3 separate regions of the Triticum aestivum genome follow, and all the other regions are linked to region 3. Evidence: chromatin contacts called from public Hi-C data. All regions are on one chromosome and are shown on one strand. Each heading gives the region's core, a stretch centred on a gene start, on an enhancer-like site or on the middle of the called end of the contact. The rest is flanking DNA. Distances are from core to core; before and after follow the strand shown. Region 1 has its middle 18 kb from the start of LOC123089991. Region 2 holds the start of LOC123091213 (F-box/kelch-repeat protein At2g44130). Region 3 has its middle 63 kb from the start of LOC123091212.

Evidence for each region. A called contact is a pair of places that touch in the nucleus more often than the background predicts.
Region 1: a Hi-C map of leaf shows a contact between it and region 3, with 4 times the contacts expected there. The contact joins two enhancer-like sites. A contact is called at or near these places in 2 of 5 Hi-C or Micro-C datasets (both in leaf).
Region 2: a contact with region 3 is called in a Hi-C map of leaf, with 2.9 times the contacts expected there. The contact joins the promoter of LOC123091213 here to the enhancer-like site in region 3. A contact is called at or near these places in 1 of 5 Hi-C or Micro-C datasets (leaf) and 1 of 1 datasets of contacts at active chromatin or transcription factors (leaf).

What each region holds. Positions count from the first base shown.
Region 1 is chr4B:91,396,664-91,399,670 of IWGSC CS RefSeq v2.1, reverse strand. No RefSeq gene overlaps it. Among protein-coding and RNA genes, the nearest start is that of LOC123089991, 18 kb to the right of the region's middle. Within about 2 kb of position 1,695, at least 5 of the 8 cell types and tissues checked have an H3K27ac peak or open chromatin away from gene starts, as enhancers often do. A contact at or near this core is called in leaf, where this site is marked.
Region 2 is chr4B:91,377,474-91,380,576 of IWGSC CS RefSeq v2.1, reverse strand. It overlaps LOC123091213 (F-box/kelch-repeat protein At2g44130), which reads left to right and starts at 1,509. Exons shown (of 1, transcript XM_044512644.1): 1 at 1,509-2,938. The coding sequence starts at 1,573. The coding sequence ends at 2,685. LOC123089991 reads right to left here and starts at 307. Exons shown (of 3, transcript XM_044511498.1): 1 at 248-307; 2 at 1-145. The coding sequence starts at 307.
Region 3 is chr4B:91,197,001-91,199,998 of IWGSC CS RefSeq v2.1, reverse strand. No RefSeq gene overlaps it. Among protein-coding and RNA genes, the nearest start is that of LOC123091212, 63 kb to the left of the region's middle. Within about 2 kb of position 1,613, at least 8 of the 8 cell types and tissues checked have an H3K27ac peak or open chromatin away from gene starts, as enhancers often do. A contact at or near this core is called in leaf, where this site is marked.

The DNA of each region.
Region 1 (3,007 bases), core at 446-2,945, 200 kb before region 3:
TGTAAAAATATATTCGTGTAATTCAATAAAAATGTTTCATACCAATAATTTTTTCATGCCACTAGGAAATGTTCACAGATTTCAGAAATATGTTTGTGGCATTTAAACAAAGTTTATACAACGTGGAAAAATGTTCGTGTAGTTAAAAAGTTACCCATCATTCGGAATATCTTGAACATATATTAATAAAAACTACCAAAATGTATCTATAAAACTTGTAATCATGTAGTTGAAAAATGGTAAACGTATTTAAATAATGTTTTAGATGTATATGGTAAAAGTAGCAATCAAAACATATATTATAAAATATATTAAATATGTATAAAAAAATTTATGTATATAAAAATGTATGATGAGTTTTAAAAAGTAGACAAATGTTGAGAAAATAATAATAGAAAAAGAAATGAAAGCCAAAGAAAACTGTTTAAAACCAAGAATGAAATAAAAAGCTAAAGAAAACCAAAGAAAAAGAAATACGAAGAAAGCCAAAGAAAACTAAATAAATCTGAAGAAAACCAACTCAAAACTGTGAAAAAGTCTCTCTCTCTCTCTCTCTCTCTCTCTCTCTCACACACACACACACACACACACACACACACACACACACAGATTACGCATAAAACTTAGGTGAGGTACAATATTGTGCGGGCCCGTCCGTAGGCGATACATATTACGAGTTGCATCGGGCAAGAAATAGCATATGCGGCCGAGGAAGGCCATGCATCGTTCTCTTCAACAAAAAAAGGAAGACCATGCGTTCACACTTAATTAAATCGGGCCAAAAAGGAGGAGGGCCATACATCAAGGTTTTTGGTTTGCAAGATCCCTATTAATGGACACATATGGCACGACTCCACCCGAGTCCTTCATAAAAAATAAAATAGAAAATGACACAAAAGTCAAATAATTCTTATCTTTTATGTTCAAAAACTTGGTACCCTATTCCAAATTTTGTCTTTTTTGCATAAAATACCATCTGCTCCTTTCGTTCCTAAATATAAGTTTTTTAAAGATTTTATTTAGTACGAACTACGTACAGATGCATATAGACGTAATTTAGAGTGTAGATTCACTCATTTTTGTTACGAATGTAGTCACGGGGACTTTGCACATAAGGAACGGAGCTGGTATTTTGAATTTCCAAAAACACTTATATTTATAAATGAAGGGAATATGGTGTATCTACGCGAAGTTTGCACATAAGTAAAACACTCAATCATGTATGCTAATTTTTTGCAGCAAAACGTGTTATTACATTTTTATTTTATTTTATTGTTCATAAGGAATGTGCATGTACCCAGATTTCGAAATTCCATGTCCAACACATTTGCTGATTGCACAGCCGGCTGTCAGGGGACGATTGACAACTGACCCGATCATCTGTGTCACGAACCTAACGGGAAAAAAATGGAGAAGTGATTTGAGCTAGGATCAGCACCAATGTGACACGTAAGTACCTTCTTCCTTTTGAGGTGACATCATGCGATTTATTTATTTTTGGAATTGTATGTGAGTATTTTAGTGATCCAACCTGTTAACGTCTTCCCACGGCGCCCCGCCCGCGGCTCAGCCGGCCGACGTGGCTTTCTTATCCCGGGATGCGGATGCCAAGCCGGACTTTTCCGCACCCTGCGACGTCGCGTACTGTGCGTACGTCGCGCATGGGTGGCGGATGTGGGCCGTTCTGCCCGCCACGTCCCGTCAACTTATCCGACCCTTCCCGCAGCCTCGCGCCACGGCCATTGCTGTTGTACTCGTCCCCGGCCGGCTGACGGAGGCGGCTTCCTCCAGTCCGTTGCTTGCGTGGCGGCTACAGATTCAGAGCCGGTGAGGCGGTGACGGACGCCGAGGCTTTGCTTGGAGGGGAATGCAAGCAAACTCTGCATGTCTACGATGCCTGCAGGCTGCGGCGGCGGCCCGGGGCTGTGCTGCCGTCGTTCCTTCGCCATTGATCCATAGCTGCCTCTCCACAAGTATAACTGACAGCGACCAGTACTCAGCTAGCTTGCAGCCTAAATTTCAATTTATCTATTATTATTTAAATCCATCACTCCCCAAGCAAAGGCAGGGCATGTGCATCGCCTAGGAAAGCTCGTCTTTCCTGCGGAAAAATCGTGCAAGCAGGCTCACGCCACATGACATGTGATTCAAGATTCAGACGTCTATTCTGCTGAAGCACTCCAGTCACCAGTGAGTACTTTTCCTATTGGAAGATGTGGAAGTACTCCTCCACTGCCTTGCCTTCTAGAAGCACGTGGCCATGTCGCAAGCTAAAAGCAGGGAGAGCTTGCTTCAGAAGGATAACACTGTCAGAGGTAATAATTAGTCTAGCGTGATATGAAGCTGGCCCAGAATTAGGATTAACTGCCGATCATGGCGACCGCCTACCGGAAGCGTCTAGTTTATTTATAATGAGAAGAAAGGTGAGCAGCTAAGCTCTCGTGATCCCGATGCGCTTAGGCAAGCCTAACAGTCCATCGTGGCGTCACGGTGGCCTGGCCCCTAGTGGCTGGTGAACTGCATAAACCGGCCGGCCGGTGCAACGCACGTCGCCGCCCGCACGCGTTTTGATCGAGCCATGATGACGGCCGGCACAGCCGCACCACCGCGCAAATAGTTGGAATTGGTTAGAGCAGACCCGCCAGCAGTAGAGTTTTCTGGTTGTCTCGATAGATGCTTCCAGCCACGTCCACGTCCAAGTTGCGTTTGACGTTTCAAATCCGCCGAGAAGTACTACCTCCGTCCTGGTTTATAGGTTTCCTTTGTAGTTTGGCGTCAAATTTTGATTAAAGATTTAACTAACGAAATGTTAATGCATGTCAAGAAAAATTATTTCATTGGATTCGTATTTGAACATAGTTTTTAAAAATATAATGTTTGATAACATGCGTAAACATTTTGTTAGTTTAATCTATGGTCAAAATTTGGCACGGAATACAATGAGGACCAATAAACCCGGACGGAGGTAGTAGTACTTGGACGGGACAAATCTCGTGTGTTGATTTCT
Region 2 (3,103 bases), core at 260-2,759, 180 kb before region 3:
GGGCACAAGCAAGATACCTCCTTCCACTGTCAACTGATTCAAAGCACACAAACTTCTCACACACACACTGGTGTTCACATCTAGCTGCAATATCTGGAGCAAGGCCTGTCCACTCAGAGCAGAAAATGGTGGCAGGAGCAGGAGCCTACATACAACATATTCTTGTCACCAAACATACATTTTTGCTACTCAAGAACATACATTTTTGCTCAATCCCTATCTGCCAGAGACATAGCCAAGAACTAACCTCACTTGTCACAGAGTAGCCGTCGGAGGACGAGCTCGATCCGTCACTCCAAGATACCATGGAGGCGACCTGGACGGCGGCGATGAGCTGGACGGCGGCGGCGAGCTTGCTGTCGGCGTGGATAAGCTGATGCTGGAGCCGCGGGGGCAAGGGGGCAGATGGGGAACGAGTGGACCAGCAGAGCGGACATGAACTCGATTCCTTCGACAGATTTAATTCAGGTGGGGGTAACTGCGGGTTGAATGAGTGAAACGGCAGGGGGGTTTGTGCAAAACTACGGGCGCTGACCGGCCCGGCCACTTGGCAGCCAATTGGCGAGCTGTGATTGGCCTGGGACTAAAACATCACATTGGTTGCAAGTTGGGGTATGAGTTGGTCTAGTTTTGCAAGTTTGGGACTAGATCATCACATTGAGTGCAAGTTAGGGTACCTGGGGTGCTATTACCTAGTAATAGGTGGTTGGGAGTTGTGCCCAATGGCTGATGCAGCCTTGTGGGGCGCGTCCTTCTCGACCCACTCAAACCATTTTCACATCCTCTCCTAAAACTTTCTCTCGACGCGGTCTTCTTTTGTCTCATTGAAAAACTTCGCGCGAAAGGCTTGGCCGCTGTGACATGGCCGATGTGGGGTGAGTGTGGTAGCGACGGGGAAGATGAGGAAGGAGTGATGCTGGCGAAAGGAAGAGATGGGTGATGAGTGGCACCGCCGAGCAACAGTGGGCCGATTTGTACCCGTAATGGGCGTGTTTGCATGAATCACATAATTTGCTGGACCTGTTTTTCGAATCTCAAATGCCAACCGGACAGTAATTATGGGAATTCGGTACTTATGGAAACTTGCCAGAATTACTCTAATAGCACAAAATTAAATGAAATCAAAACTACACTCCCTCTCGCATCTGCTACAACGGCGTAGATGGAAAATGGAGGACGCTGGCGCGTGGTCCAGGGTTTTGCTCGGCTGTTGCTTTGCGAAATACTTATAAAGATGCTTCGAATTTTGTATGAAAATTGCGTTACGAACGAAATGTGTATTTAAAACAAAAGGTTCGATCGTAGGGAGAATCAAACAAGCGAACGAGCCACGACAGAGATCGGTCGCAGTCGGTGCTGTCGTCGGTGCGCGGTGAACTGCATTTCGACTGGCGCCAGTGCACTGATTTTTCTTCTCTTCAAAATACAGCTTTCGATGTGTCCTCTGCTCCAGTCACGCCGCGCCACGTGCCCCCTCAGCGCTCTATTTATGCCACCCATCGACCGAGCCAGAGAGCCATCCATCTCCATTCCCAACCCCAATCCCAAATCCCAATCCCAGAGATAACGAAGATGAGGAACCAGAAGAGCCGTGTTCAGGAGTGCAAGGTCGAGCACATCGACCTCATCCCGGGCATGCCGGACGACGTCGCCGTCGACTGCCTGGCGCGCGTCCCGCACGCCTCCTTCCGCTCGATGCGGGGCGTGTGCCGCGGCTGGAACAGCGCCGCCACCGCGCCGGACTTCGCGCTGGCGCGCGCCGAGGCCGGCGCCAACGAGGATCTCGTCTACCTGCTGCAGTTCGGGAACCCGGCGGCCGCGGACGCGGACGGGGTCGCGCCGGAGAACGCCCAGGCGTACGGGGTGTCGGTGTACAACGTCACCACCGGGGAGTGGCGCCGCGAGGGCGCCGCGCCGCCCGTGCCGATGTTCGCGCAGTGCGCGGCCGTGGGGAGCCGCCTCGCCGTGCTGGGCGGGTGGGACCCCAAGACCTTCGAGCCCGTGGCGGACGTGCACGTGCTCGACGCGTCCACCGGCGTGTGGCGCCGCGGCGCACCGATGCGGTCGGCGCGGTCCTTCTTCGCCTGCGCCGAGGCGGGCGGCAAGATCTACGTCGCGGGAGGCCACGACAAGCTCAAGAACGCGCTGAAGACGGCGGAGGCGTACGACGCGGGCGCCGACGCCTGGGACCCGCTGCCGGACATGTCGGAGGAGCGCGACGAGTGCGACGGCATGGCCACCGTCGCTGGCGACCGGTTCCTGGCCGTGAGCGGGTACCGCACAGGCCGCCAGGGCGGGTTCGAACGCGACGCCGAGTGGTTCGACCCAGCGTCCCGCGAGTGGCGCCGCCTGGAGCGCGTGCGCGCGCCTCCGTCGGCGGCGCACGTGGTGGTGCGCGGCCGGGTGTGGTGCATCGAGGGCACGGCCGTGATGGAGTACCGCGGGGAGCGGCGCAGCTGGCGCGAGGTCGGGCCGTCCCCGCCGGGGCTCAAGGCCGGCACGGCGCGCGCGGTCGCCGTCGGAGGCGGCGAGCGCGTGGTGGTGACCGGCGCCATCGAGTCCGAGGGAGGAGGCACGGGGCACGCGCTGTGGGTGTTCGACGTCAAGTCCAAGAACTGGACCGTGGTGCGGCCGCCGCCGCAGTTCGCCGGCTTCGTCTTCTCCATTGGATCCGTGCGCGTGTGATGTCTCGGACCGCTCTCCTGCCCAAGGAGACTTCTTGCTAGTCATGTCATGTGTGCGAGAGATGAGCGGAAGGGGGAAGGCACAGAGATGTGAGTAGTCGACGGCATCGAAGGCGAAGAGAGGTAGTGTAGTTAGCTCAGCTGTGTTCATCTGCCTCTGTTGCAGAACTGAATTCCTGCTCGTATGGTTGGACTGATGGATCAGGGGTGTAGTAATCCTTGTTTTCCGAATCTATAGAGGTTGGATTACCTGATTGTTCTTGGCAAGCAACATTTATCCGCCTTCTTCAGTCAAAAATACTACGTCCCCAACATGTAAAAACAGGCGAACACTCTATGGATGCTAGTACATCTCCTCATGAGAGTAACAACCAAATGTGCGCAGTTGAAATGGGCTTTGACAAACACAAGATTAGGCG
Region 3 (2,998 bases), core at 364-2,863:
TATTCACTTCGTGCTCAATCAACTCACCATGGAAGAACTGAATCTAGGTGCAGAGATCATAGAGAGACGCCCACGCGTGTGCTAGGTTGCCATGCCAAGGTTAGGATATATGCGTACTACTACTAGCAGTTAACTTCTAGTAGTGGTATATCATTAGGGGTTGAGGTCAACCTGTGTTGGCTGTCAACCTGTCATCGGTTCTTCTGTATTTGCGCCGTACGATTGAGTAAGCCGCGAACGGTTTCTTTTTCAAAAAGAAAATGAACAGGGGACAGTATCTTGAGTTATTTTAGTTCTTGGTGATAGCTGGCTTCGGCCCCGCCTATGTATGGCGTGGGAGTGGGAGGAGAATCCAACTGCCTTTTCTCAACCAAGAAGAAACAAGGGGCACGAGGCACACGCATGTGATGTGCCGCTGCTGCATGGCATGCACACAAAGCATGCTGATGCTGCGTGGACAAGGCAAGCAGCGGTGCCTGTCCGACAACCTACGTTTTGTTCCACCGACTCGGCGCCGCTTCTGTTCTGTGGGGACGAACAAATTCTGTGGGAGCCGGGTTGATCACCAGCCCAGCGAATCACACTCTTTCGCGGCCATGCGCATCATGCATCCCGGCCTCAGATCAGATCGTAAGATGCTTTCCTGGTGCTATAGTATGGTAGGGTTCTTAATACGAGATGATTAGAGCAATAATAGAGCGAACGAATCCTTTGACGGTTTGCAGCCCAACGCTGCACCGCGCCCACCGTACGTTAGGCAATGTTTGCTCCGCTGGACGTCTCTCCGTCGACCAACGAGGCATACCGCTTATTTTATGCGGAAGTAACCTAATCAACAAGATCTGGGAGTGATAATACCACGGCTAATATAATGAGATCAGGCACCAACACAGACAAGACACTCTATTCCAGCTCGCAAGCCCTAGTATTTAACCTTCCTTCTAGAAGCCCGTTGCCCTCGCAGCAGCTCGGAAAGCCCGCTTGCTTGTGGATAACATTTCCAGCGGCACAACGGTAATTTATTACGATCTGACCGATAGGCTTAGATCGATGAACCTGGACAGAATGACGGTGATGGTTTAATTAACCGGTCGGTGGCTTAGTGTATATGCTAACAGTCGCTCTTAACGATCGATCCGCAAGCGCGTATTCTAATGAGATTATTGTCTCCCTTTGATTGATTGACAAGTAGCCTCTCGTAATCTGGTTAGGCAAGTGCAATAATCCATCGTGGACTGAGTTACAGTGACCGTGCGGATCTATGGATGCCACAGACTCGATCGATCGCTACGTGGCCGGATAGAGCACCTCAGCCACACGCGTGTGGCCGTGTGGCTGCAGCTGATAGCGCCACTGTTACGCGTTTTTTCTCCCGTGCCGCTAAGAAATCATCATTTGGATCCATCTCCCGGGTTATGGTACGCGCTCTCCTGAGTTTAGTGTCCATGGCCAATGATGCATCCCAAAACCCTACAGGTAGCGCTGGTGCTCCTGGGATCTTTGGCTCTGTCACATCACTCAGTCCACAGCATGAAATGTCCAGTCCCTTGGAGGATAAGTCTTCTAGAAGCGCGCCTGCCTCTCGCCGATCAATGATCATGCCCTTGGTGCGGCGAAGCGTCAAGTGAGCATGCAGCAGCACCACACCTTTCAGATCTACTAGTACAACTTGAGCTGGACCGGCCCCACTCCGCCCACCAAACTGGGCCCACATGATAAAAGAGTGTGTCCTGTGCGTTCGAACCGATGGATGGCGGTGGATAATTAACGGTGCCATTCACCGGCGGGCTTCCCCCATCCAGCTCGACAGCGAAGGACACGATGGAGACCGGTCTCCCGCCACCTCACCTGAGCACTCGAGCAGATGAGCTGCACGCCTCCTCTCTCGTTTGGCCCCTTCCCTCCGTTCTTATCCTCGTGATTCCACCTCCTCGCTCGCCCATGCGATCTTTTAACCTCCAAAAATTTCATATCCCCCCAATGTCTTTTATACTCCCTTCGTTCACAAGTATAAGATGTTTTGGATAATTCAAAATAGACTACATATAGACGGAAATGGGTGATAAACACACTAAAACATAGAAGTATCTATATACATACATCTGACGGGTGTGGTGAGGTGCTCCTCTCGGTGCTGTGCCCCGGCTTGCAGCGATGGCTTGGGTTGTCGATCCCTCTGATCTGATCTGGGTGGGTTGGTCGAACTCGACCAAAGTTGCGGTCGGCCGTGCGCCTTGCCGGCTGATGCGGCATGGGGTTCTGGTCGGCAGGCTTTAGGCCATGGATGCTGGCAGGCACGCGACGGCGGGCTGGATCAGGGCGGCGTGGGGGCCTGCAGCCGTGAAAATAATGGTGGATGTCCTCGTGCTCTTTTCGCATCATCACGACGTCCTACATGATTTGTCCTCCTTGATTTGGTCACCGACGTGTTCCGGAACTGTTGTCGGAGATGCTACCCAACATATCTGGATTGGGTAGTATCCGGTCGTGCACGCCATATCAGCTTATGAGGTTCCATGACGGCGTGGTGCGAAGCTCTATTGTTTGTTGACATCATAGGACATGTCGGCTTTTCGATTTCTATGGCGTAGACAGCTGTGGAGAAGGTCATGGTGGTTGAGATCGAAGGGTCAGTTAGACGGACGGAGCCTTGGAGGCGATGGAGTCAGCCAGGTGTTTGGTAACTCTCAGGAGCAGCAGTGTCAAGTGGGGGTGGCAACACTGGAGGAATTTATTTTTGGTGGTGCTCCTCGAGTACCGAGCCATGACTTTCAAGGTGAAAACCTAAGGTCTAGCCTTCATTGATTGTGCCTGGCAATTGCCTTGCCGAAGGAATTATTTTGAGAGCTCGGACTTCTTCAGGGTGAAACCTAAGATCTTGGATCGGACAACGATGGTGCTTGTGCACTGCTTTATGTTTTCCGAGTGTTGCACTTGGTGGTGGTTTGTGTGCGGCTACTGAGATAAGTCGATCGCTGTGGCGGAATCTTTGTTTTTT